3 separate regions of the Muntiacus reevesi genome follow, and all the other regions are linked to region 1. The links are chromatin contacts, called in public Hi-C maps. All regions are on one chromosome and are shown on one strand. The core of a region is the stretch at or near the end of the contact, and the rest is flanking DNA. Distances in the headings are between cores, read along the strand shown.

Region 1 (3,616 bases), core at 829-3,328:
CGGCCTTGCCCTGTGTAGTGTGTGGGATCTTAGTTTCCCAACCAGGAATCAAATCCAAGCTCCATGCAGTGGATGCAGAGTCTTAACCATGGGACCACCAGGATAAGTCCTGGTTTATAGGTTATTCTACCTATAGTTCAAATTATTTAGCTTTGCATTTCAAGCCCTTCTCATTTGACATTCCCTAGGAAATCTTTTCCAACTTCATATTCTATGATTCCCCTTCAACCCATCTTTCATGAACTATATTCATACACTTCCTTTTCCAGCTCCAATCTTGTCACTCAAATTATTTCTCTTAACCTGAATTTCCTTCCTGGCTCTGTTTATCTACCCTTCAAGGCCCAGGTACTCCACAAACATTCTCCAAATACCATGCCCACACACAACCTCCCTGCCTACTCTGGACCTTCTGAATTTTCCATAACTTATCTGTTTCATTTTCTACACATTTTGTTACAACTTTTCAATCAACCACTTGGACAAGCATCTAACATTATTGAATACATGAATTTATTCTAGTTATAATAACATTTTTCAAATTGGGATTCTTTTGGTATTTGTCACTTATGTTTCGCTGGGACATGCATGGGGACAACACTGCCACCAAAGGAGTGAAAATTGGTTCTCTTGGAACAGGAAGAGGGCAGAAAATCCTAGATATTAAACAGAAGCTTTCTGGCCCTCTGAAGGGCCACAATATATAAGCAAATACACAGTTATATAAGTGTTATTAAGATTTCATGGTGGGGATTAGAGGCGGAAATGCTTTTTAAAGGCTCCTGGAGAGAGGAAGACAACAAGAAAAAAAATTGAGAAACAGTATCCAGGGATCATGCCATTTGTTTCCTGTGTACTTGTTTGCCCCCAAATACCCAGTGTGATGACAGCAGTAAAGCAGAGTGATCCAAAGTGCAGGCTCTGTCATCAAGACTGCCTGGATTTGCACCTAGGCTGATATTTCTTAGCTGGGTAACTCTGAGCAAGTTAATTAACCCCTCCAGATCTCAGGTTCCTCATGCCTAAACGACCTTATGGCCTCCTCCTAGGGTTGTAGTAGTAAATGAGGTCATCCAGGAGACCACACAGTAAGAGCTTAATAAATGGTTATAAAATGTACATATAATACATTTTAAAAACAGCCATATACCCTAGGTGTGCACCATAAATGACTAAAACTGGTTGGCCTCAGTAACAAGGGTTTAGATGACTGGAACCACCCTGCCAATCAGGCAAGAGTTGTACGCGGCTCTGCAAAAGCTTTTTACACCTAGATTCCCTCCAGGTAATCTGCGTTAAGGGGTTTCCCAGGTGGCGCAGTTGGTAAAGACTCCTGCCAAGGCAGGAGACGCAAGAGACGCCTAGTTCGATCCCAGGGTTGGGAAAATCTCTTGGAGTAGGGAGGAGCCCCTGGAGTAGAAAATGGCCTCCAGTATTCTTGCCTGGAAAATTCCATGGACAGAGGAACTGGCCGGCTACAGTCCATGGGATCGTAGAGTCGAACACGACTGAGGGGGCACACACATACACACACACACGCAATGTGCTTAGAACGGCGCTTTAAATGTCGGCTAACGCTAGCCCCACTACAAGCTCCAAGCAAAATCGGACCAGAGAGTAGGACAAAGGTGGCCGGTTACAGAAAATATCCTAAAACTGTTATATTTCAAGAGCACCTACAACCTGATTCACTTTACCAAAACGGTTCCATGCAAGAGCCCTCCACTCGAGATCGGCCAGGGGCCCAGTAATACCTGAGTCGCCCCCCGCGCTGGGCCCCTGAGGACCAGGCCCAGAAGGCTCGCTGGGCGGCGGCTGGCTTGGAAGCGAGATGACGCCAGCGAAGGGTTCGTGAGGCTCGCGGTCCATGGCGTAGGACCCTGCACGCGGATTTAGAGTGTGTGCAAGCAAGGGAATGCTCAGGGAAAGGTGTGGGGCAGTCAGCTGTGACCGACACGGGGCGTCAATCCAGGATCTGCGCGAAGCCGGGATGGCCTCAGCGCCAAAAGTCGCAGTAAAGGACCCGCGGCAGCACGTTACAAGTGCCTCCGCACTCCCTGAGGCGCATGCGCACCTTTCTCGCGGCGCCGCTTCAGGAAGCACACAGCTTCTCGTACTTCCTCTAGAAATCTCTACCCACAATCCACCAAGCTCCCTCTGCGCTTGCGCCCGCCGTAGTCCCGCCCCCAAATCCCGTGGGCCTCTGCGAGATGGTATTTATGTGTCTCGCGGTAAGCCTTCTGTCTCATTTACCCACACCTTTCGGTAAGTGTGTTGTTCTGTTGAGTTTTACGAGAAAAACGGCTGTGCAAACGTGCCCGCGCCTTGGCCTCTCTTTGTGGTATCTGTTGGGTTCGTGGGGAAGGGGGAAAACGTGGCCTTAGTGTTGAGGCCTTGAAGGAACAGGGGCTTTGTGAAGGACAAGATGGCGATGGCGGCCCGTGCCGAGTGGCCTCTCTGTGATGAGACCCTTTTCACAGACCTGTACTGAGCTCCGTGAGGATAAGAAACTCTGAGGAGACCGGCCTTGTACGGCAACGCAGTCTTAGCTCCGGAAAACGAGTTTACGAGACACAGTGCTGACCCAATGTCTTTTGTCTGCAGGGTTCGGACGCGCGCCAAATGCTGAAGGACCGCAAACAGGTCTCATTGGAGTAAGTGCTTTTGGTCTCCGTTTACTGCCGTTTTTTTCTTGTTGAATATGCGGGAGTCCGACGGGATGTGCTACGGGGATGATTTCAAAAATTGAACTCTCTCTTTCTGATGGATTAGTGGAGAAAACATAAAAACTCTGAGTAGCACCGTCCGTAGCAAATGTTTGGGCTTTTAGCCCTGCGTTGTTAAGGCACTAACGTGGGACAGTTAAACTACGAGATATAAAAGTAAGAAAGAGTATTATTTTGTTTCTCACAGATGTGGTTTAACTCAAAGGAGCTTACAGATTGGAAGGATGAGACAAGACTTATCCCTGTGTGGATCAAGTGTTCTCATGCTGCAGGTGGGTACGCGATGCTTTTTGCAGTTGCCGGGGCGGGGGGGAGGGGGTAGAAGCATAGTATCAGGATGGGACTTGCTGGTTGAAATCGCACTGGCCACTCCATGATGAATGTAAAATGACAAGCATATGCCTGAACTCAAAAGTGATGTCATCTTACTACTGAGAAGTGGGCACGAAATGCTCCAGGGTCTTTTAATGGCAGTTCTCAAATACTAAAAATAATGCCTCGTTTTTCTATCTCCAGGATCTCCTCATCAGTCCTGAGGAATTCAACTGCCTCCCAGGGTGAATACAGGTAAGTTTCCAAATGGGAGGCTTGGTTGTGGTCTCTGGTGTTTTCAACAACCAGGAGAGCAAATGGTCAGTGGAGCAGTGTTGTGTTTTTGCTCCTTCCAGCTTGTTCCTCTTGGAATGATTTCCCTGGGGAGGGAGTCAGCACCCCAGCAAGCAGCATGGTTCCTTCTTATGAGGTTGTGCTCTTCCCTCGCCCACACGTCACTGTCAGATGATTTGAATTGATAATGCTGATCCTCTGTGAGGTACCACAGTTAATAGCATGTTAGAGTTCTGATGGCAGTCTCTGTTAATGAAGAAATTTATTTCATCCTAGTATTTGGA
Region 2 (3,616 bases), core at 575-3,074, 230 kb after region 1:
AAGCACAGTAGAGAAGGTGTAGATGGGGCTTGCTTTGGGAACAGCTTTATGCGATATGTAGCCTGGAGAGGTGGCTTGCTCCCACTTTGCTTTCCTGTGGAGTCCAGACTGCTCCCCTGCTCCCTACAGTACTGCAGCCCAAGCACCATCTTGGCCCAGCTTCATTAAAACAGTTGGGATGCACTGGTTCTCAAAATTGACTAGTGGATTCTAAGGGAGGGGGTGTGTGTGTGTGTGTGTGTGTGTCTAGTTTCTCCTGTATTCTATAGGAGGGAGGGTGTGTGTGTGTGTGCGCGTGTGTGTCTAGTTTCTTCTGTATTCTATAGGAGGGAGGGGTGTGTGTGTGTGTGTGTGTGTGTCTAGTTTCTCCTGTATTCTATAGGAGGGAGGGTGTGTGTGTGTGTGCGCGTGTGTGTCTAGTTTCTTCTGTATTCTATAGGAGGGAGGGGGGTGTGTGTTTCTAGTTTCTTCTGTATTCTACAGGAGGGAGGGAGGGTGGGTGTATGTGTGTGTGTGTGTGTGTGTGTGTGTCTGTCTGTCTAGTTTCTTCTGTATTTTCCAACTCTTCCTCCCCTCTTCTATTTACTGAAGGAATTCTGGGAGTTGCTAGAGGCCAGAGCGGGATGTAATCCACTTTGAAGGGTACTGTAGACTCATGCCACCTACTTTCCTGCTACTTCAAGGATCCCCAAGGCCAGCCTCAGCAACTGCTTGATATTGAGGTCCCCCTTGGGACCTTGGGGTGTTTCCTGCCTTTTGGGGTTTGGGAGACAGATTAGACACGATCTGGTTCCAACGGGAGGAGCCCCTTAGGAGAGAGAAGCCTACAGTGTGCTCCTTGAGCACTTTCTTTAGAGATGGGGAAAGGCCTAAGCAGCAGACTTACCTCGAGTTTAGTTTGAGACGCCTGACTCAGGCCCGCTGCTCTTTTCACAGCCCGATGCTGTGGGTTGATCAACACAGCAAGAGCTGCTTAGCCCAGCTGATAGGCTCCTCTATCTCATGGTCCCTGTCCCTGGTGCCTCCTCAGGTCCCTTGCTCTCTCCCTGGTCTAAGCCAGCATCTCTGGTGTCGGGAGGAATGACCACTACAACGGTCTACGGCGGAATCAGCACCCTCCAACGTTTTTACGCAGTTGCCATCACAGCAGTTTCCGCTGCATGCCTTTAAATGGGCGGGAGGCTCTGGTGTCTGGTGAATACTCCACGCAGACCGCTTTCGAAGAAGAAAGGCCATCTGGCTGTGGGTCTGTGGAGTTCTAAAGGTGCGCGGGGGGAAGAGCTCCTCAGTCAGGGCTAGGAAGCGGGCACAGACCACCATTCAGGTAAAGGACCAACGGCAGAGGGAAAAGGGTAAAAGTCCTCAGGAGGTTTGGAGGCTAGGAACAGACCGGGCTTCGTGAAGGACCCGCCTTTATCCACCAGGTAAATATGGGGTTGAGGATACAGCCCCATGGGTCTCTACTGCCCCTCGAAGGAGGGCACAGCACGCCCTAAGTCATCCATCAAGGAAACGGCCGACTGTCAAGCAGGAGGCCCGGCTAGAAACCCGGCTCAGGCCTCGTGGCTGCTCTGTGAATATTCATGACCTTGGGGCCAATCAACGTCTCAACCGCTCAGAGCACACCAATTGGCTTACCGCATGCAGATAAGCATCGTGGACAGTTTTCCAAAAGCTGGTAGAGACCTAATTCCGGCAGGAAACGGAACCCTGAGCCGAAAGAGCTCGGTTTTAGCAGGAGCGTACTGCGCGATTGGCCGACGGTACGTCACTTCCTATTGGACCGGCGGAAGTTGCTTCCGAGAGCGTTGCCATTTGTAGGAGGGAGTTCCGGTCGTGGCTGAGGTGGTTGCATTTTGTCAGAGAGTCACGATGGCTGCAGTGGATTCAGATATCGAGCCGCTGCCTCGTGGGGGTTTCCGCTGCTGCCTCTGCCACATCACTACAGCCAACCGTAAGCGGTGGCTCCTCGGGGGGGCGGTTTCGTCTTTGGGTTCTAGCGAAGATTAGGGTTACAGGCCATAGTTCTTGCCAAGTCTGTTGGTAGGGTCTCACCTCCGTTTTCTCTCCGCCGTCCGGAGGGATTACAAAGTGGGGAGAGTCCCAGCACCTTACACCCCAGCGTCCCCGTATCTGAAATCTCCACGATGGAAATTTCGTTATTTTATTCCCTCTTTAACTGTCAGGTATTGGACATCCAGCTCTAGGGCGGGGAGAGGGAATTTAAAGAGGTGAAGAAGCTCACACTCTAGAGATGGAGATAATTTTCAATACCCTCTGTTTGAAAAGCTGCATGATCACAGAGAAGGTAGTAGGGAAAGAAGCCCTACAAGAGGAGCCCCCCAAAGGCAGAGATGTGAAGTAGCGTGGTATGCATATTAGGAACGTGGGTTTGGAAAAGGAGACCACGTCCTTTTATGACAGTGCAAGAGGCCCAGTGAAACCTCAGCTTCCACTTCTGAAGTCTGAAATCATAATCTCACCTAAACATGATCATTCATTTTTCTTTTTCATTGTGAATGAGAAATGCCCTACCACTGTCCAGTAGGGCAAGCCAGAAATCCAGGATAGTCTTCTCTGGCCCCACATAACACTTGGTGATGTCAGACAGCTGACTCAAAGGGAAATAGAAAATTAAAAAATCAGCTATGTTTCCCCACATTCAGCATGTCCCAGACTTGGGCCAAGTGCTATGTGTGAATAGTATCTATATGGTAGGAAGTATTAATATCTATTTCATACCTGAGGAGACATGAATAGCGAGGTTAAGTTACTTGCCCAAGATTTCATACACTCTGACAGAGCTGGGATTTGTTTCTTGGTAGTGTGACTTATGATTCTGCCCTTGGAATCTCTGTATTATACTCAGAAATGATAAGTGGGAGATAGTGTAGGGTCCTGATTCATTTAGTTCATCTATGTATTGAAGTCAGGAGGAGAAGGGAATGACAGAAGATGAGATGGTTGGATGGCATTACTGACTCGATGAACATGAGTTTGGGCAAGCTCCAGGAGTTCGTGATGAACAGGGAAGCCTGGTGTGCTGCAATCCATGGTGTTGCAAAGAGTTGGACACGACTGAGCAACTGAACTGAACTGATATATGACCTGGATAAGTTATCTGTTAGTTTCTTTACCATGTGCAGGTGTTGCTCTATCTTGCACTTATAGGTGGTTTAAGAAATACTTGTGTACAACCAGTTCTCCTGGGGACCACTTAGAATGCACTGTACAGACAGATGGACAAGCGAGGAAGCTGAAAGGAGCCAGGACTTTGTTATTCAAAAGTCACAGTTTCAACGGCTTGGAAGAATCAGTAGGATCTCAGTATGCAGAGAACAAAGTCAGAGTAGGTGCACTGAAGTGCGACTCAGATGCTTTGGTCTCACGCTTGTCTCTGCAGGACCCAGCCTGGATGCCCATCTGGGGGGCCGGAAGCACCGGCACCTGGAAGAACTACGAGCTACTCGAAAGGCCCAGGGGCTTCGAAGCGTGTTTGTCAGTGGCTTTCCCCGGGATGTGGGTTCTGCTCAGCTCTCCGAGTACTTCCAGGCATTTGGACCTGTGGCCAGTGTCGTCATGGACAAGGACAAGGTAGAGTGAATGACTCGGGGTA
Region 3 (3,616 bases), core at 784-3,283, 210 kb after region 1:
GACCCTCCTTGGGAGGTTCTTCTGGGGGGCCCTCCCCAGGTGCTGGCCTGTGGGGCCCTACTTCCTGCAGCCAAGCTGTTTTCAGCATGTCTTTCAGCCCAGCAGGAAAGAGGTAGCCCTGGGCCTCTCCCTCCCCATCAATGACTCCTCCGAGCCCCTCCAGTGCCGTCTGCAGGTACCGCAGGCCCAGAAGTACCAGAGTCTGTGGGGGGGAAGCAAGAGGCAAGAGGTTAACAAGGGTCAGCAGTTCCAGGGGTCCCTAGGTTGGAGGTCCAGGGGTCCCTAGGAGGCCTAAGACTCTCTGCTGACTCACCTGCAGCAGGAAGGTAACAGCCAGCATGTTGCCCAGTGTGCTTGCCAGCCCCTGCAAGTGCCCCAGCAACACCTCGTGGCATCCTTGGGACCAGAGGTTGAGGTTGGGCTGTCGGGGATCAAAGAGGGGGTGGGCGTGGGGGTCTGAGAGCTGGCTTTGCAGGCAAGGTCTGGGTGAGTGGGGATTACAGCAGGAGAAAGGGACCCCATCAATCAGATACAGGCCTTCCACATTGCTCTGGATCCGGCTGCAAAGGGAGGGGCAGGGGTGTTAGGATATCTGGAGATGGAGGCCTGGGGGAGAAGCTGCAGGGCACAGAAGTTGAGAAGGGAAAAACAAGGGAAACACTTACCGACTGCTTAACTATGCCAGGCAGGCGTAATTCACTTATCGTTACAACAACTCTGTGAGATGGTAGTTTTATCATCTCCAGTTTACAAACATGGGCCCAGAGCAGTTTGGTACCATGCCCTGGCCCCTTTCCCTCAATCACTAGATGAATTATTGCCTATCTGGGTGAGGTGGGGTTTCAAGGAAAGAGAAGAGAAGGAAGAGAAGGACGGGAGAAGCAAATCACTCACTCAACCACGTCGTGGTCATTGGGATCCAGGTAACGGTTGCTGACCCACTGGATTCCAAACCAATCCTTGTAGCCATGACGGCCGCAGCAGTGGTGCCTCAGCTGCAGCTCGTCCAACAGCCGTTTGGCTTGACAGCGTCCGGGCACCTCTGTGTCCTTGTAGTGAGCCAAGGCAGACCCCAGGCCCTCCTCCAGCCCCGTGTCCAGAGTCCCAGGTAAAGCCAGGGCTAGTCCCAGGGCGAGGACCAGGAGCCCCCCGCCCCCCGCTGTGCCAGCCACCAGCAGCGGGCCCAGGACCCCTCGCCAGGGAGGGTATTGTTCTGCATCCAGACTGGCCCGGCTAGCTCCTGAGCCCACCAGTCCTGTGCCCAGAGCCACTGCACTGGCCGCCAAGGCAACCTGGGGCAGGGCAGAGAATGGGCAGGAGGGAGCCAAGAAGGTACCGAGGTGCCATAGCTGGACCAGGAGGTGCCCGCTACAGAGGAGGGTGAGGCCACCGACCAGCACGAGCAGCCAGGAGAGGAGCCAGAGCCCCTGCGCCAGACGGATGCGGGGCTGGAGGGGCAGGACCAGGGGCAGCACCGGCGCCATCTCCCATCTCTGCCCGAGGGACAGCAGAGCTGTCAGGAGCTGGGGTTGGCCGTGGCAGGATGCTGCGTCAGCCCTGCCCGGCTTGAGCTGGGCTAATGCCACCCTGACCCCAATACCCTGGGCATCCTCCCGCCACAGCCTTAATAACCCGCCGCACCGGGTCCCCAGCCAGTCCCAGTTCGGGATGCCTCGGCTTTGCCCCTGAGGGAAAGCCCCGCCCCCGGGCAAAGGGCCGATTTCGTGACCCCGCCTCTGCCCCCTCGCGGAAGTGGGGAGGGGCTGGTCGGTTCAGCCCCCCAGAGGCTAGGGGCTGGGGGCGGAGACCTCGGGCCCCGCGCTCCTTCCCGGGTCCCCAGGGAGTCCGAGGGCCAGGACCCCGGAAGGGCCTGGAGGGTGGTGGCCGGAGGGGACCCGGGGTGGGGTGGGGGGGGAGGTCAGAGGGTTGGCCCCGCCCCCGTAACAAGCCGCGAGGCCCGGACAGGGAGGGGTTACCAGGCGGCCCGGCCCCCCCTCGTCCCGCCCCCCCTCCCGCGCTTCCTGGCGGCTCCGCGTCCGGGGCCTGTTTGTGCTGCGGCGCTGGGGCCCGGGACGGCCCCGCCACCCCACCCCCGGGAGCCGAGAGCGGCCCCGGGAGAGTCCGAGGCCCCGGCGAGCCCCAGAGCCTGCGGCCCCCTCCCCACAGCGCCCCCTCCAGGCCCTTTGCCCGCGCCCTACAGCGCCCCCGGGGGGTGGCTCGGCTCCCTCGCGCGCGCGCCCCGGGGTGCTTCCCCTTCCCCTCTCCCTGGCCATGGCCCCCGCGGCTTAGACGCCTCCTCCTCCGCCGCCGCCGCTCGGAGCAAGCCGGGGGCCGGATGGACGGGGCCGGGGGGCCCGGTGAGTACGGGGCGGGGCGGGCGGCGTGCCCCTTCCCGGAGCGCCGGCCGCTCTGGCGCTGCCATTGCCCGACGGCTGTCCCGGGCGTCCCCGCGTGCTTCTTGGCCGCGGGGGCTCCAGCATCCTCCACTGTTCCTCAGGCCGCTCCCCCTAGTTACTTGGGTCCTTCAACTGTCATTTCGGACTTCGCCAACGCCATCCTGCCTCCCGTGTTACTCTGGGCCCCTGCAAAATTTCCGAACCTCCTGTGTTAGCCTGGGCTTCTTTTCCTGCTTTGTTGGGTCTTTTTGCTCCTGACCTCTGTTACCCTGAAACCTGCGCTGGGACCTCTGCTCTCCGCTGCTAACCCTCTCCTGTCACTCCGGACCTCTTCTCTTCTGAGTGCTCAGGATGACTGTCCTCTGAGTTCCCTGCTTCTCTCCTGGTGCTCCCTCGCAGTTTCGCTGCCTTCCCTGGAGTCCTGCGGTTCCTCTGGGCTGGGCCCTGTCGTCCCTCATCCAGCATTGCGCCTCCGTCTGTGGTTCCCACGTTCCTCGGCAGAACTCCATATTTTCCCCCTGGTACTCCATGGTACTCCCTGTCTTTGCGGAGGCTGGGACAGGCAGCAGGAAGGGAGCTCTGCCAGGTTCCTCGCCTGCCCTGCCAGAAGGAGGCCCTTGATCCTTTTCCCATCGTCTCCTCCCCTCTGGGAGCGCGTCCAAGTCTGGAGTTGCTTGGAGGGGGCTGTCCTATTGGACAGATGCAAAGTTGGGGGGGAGAGAATCCCCTCAAGCCTTTCCCCAGGTGTGGGTGTGGGGTGTGGGGGGGGGTGGCATGCTGACGGCTTCTTGCCCCTTTCCCAGGTGAGGGCCCGGCTCAGGAGGCCCTGCAGTCCTTGAGCCGGCGGCTTCAGGTGCAGGAGAAGGAGATGGAGCTGGTGAAGGCAGCCTTGGCAGAAGCTCTTCGCCTGCTGCGGCTGCAGGCGCCCCCCACCTCCTTGCAGGACCCTGGCACCCTGGGCCCTCCGAGGGACAGGTATGCACGTGGTCACATCCTCCTCCTCCTCCTCGATGGGGCCTCTGGGGCCATCAGGTTGATGAACTGTCTCCCCAGCAGCCCCGCAGCCCCCCCAGGACTGCCACCCACATGCAGCCCCTCCTTGGTGAGCCGAGGCACCCAGACGGAAGCAGAGGTGGAGGTGGAACCACCCCCTGGCCCCCCCGGGCTGAGCAACGGGCCCCCAGCTCCTCCCGGGGGCAGTGAAGAACCTAGTGGGGCCC

Evidence for each region. A called contact is a pair of places that touch in the nucleus more often than the background predicts.
Region 2: a contact with region 1 is called in a Hi-C map of blood, with 4 times the contacts expected there. The contact joins the promoter of TUT1 here to the promoter of SLC3A2 in region 1. A contact is called at or near these places in 2 of 3 Hi-C or Micro-C datasets (blood and muscle).
Region 3: a Hi-C map of blood shows a contact between it and region 1, with 2.9 times the contacts expected there. The contact joins the promoter of EML3 here to the promoter of SLC3A2 in region 1. A contact is called at or near these places in 2 of 3 Hi-C or Micro-C datasets (blood and muscle).

The regions. Positions count from the first base shown.
Region 1 is chr5:39,120,960-39,124,575 of mMunRee1.1, reverse strand. It overlaps SLC3A2 (solute carrier family 3 member 2), which reads right to left and starts at 2,078. Exons shown (of 10, transcript XM_065937559.1): 1 at 1,755-2,078. The coding sequence starts at 1,869. It overlaps LOC136168817 (a long non-coding RNA gene), which reads left to right and starts at 2,189. Exons shown (of 12, transcript XR_010663346.1): 1 at 2,189-2,265; 2 at 2,605-2,654; 3 at 2,914-2,998; 4 at 3,243-3,293. It overlaps LOC136170097 (small nucleolar RNA SNORD27), which reads left to right and starts at 3,095; the gene lies at 3,095-3,166. LOC136170098 (small nucleolar RNA SNORD26) reads left to right here and starts at 2,725; the gene lies at 2,725-2,800. It also overlaps LOC136170096.
Region 2 is chr5:38,894,209-38,897,824 of mMunRee1.1, reverse strand. It overlaps TUT1 (terminal uridylyl transferase 1, U6 snRNA-specific), which reads left to right and starts at 1,824. Exons shown (of 9, transcript XM_065937494.1): 1 at 1,824-1,954; 2 at 3,404-3,594. The coding sequence starts at 1,873.
Region 3 is chr5:38,914,661-38,918,276 of mMunRee1.1, reverse strand. EML3 (EMAP like 3) reads left to right here and starts at 2,033. Exons shown (of 22, transcript XM_065937498.1): 1 at 2,033-2,357; 2 at 3,200-3,371; 3 at 3,450-3,616. The coding sequence starts at 2,336. It overlaps ROM1 (retinal outer segment membrane protein 1), which reads right to left and starts at 1,851. Exons shown (of 3, transcript XM_065937501.1): 1 at 895-1,851; 2 at 314-560; 3 at 1-202. The coding sequence starts at 1,484.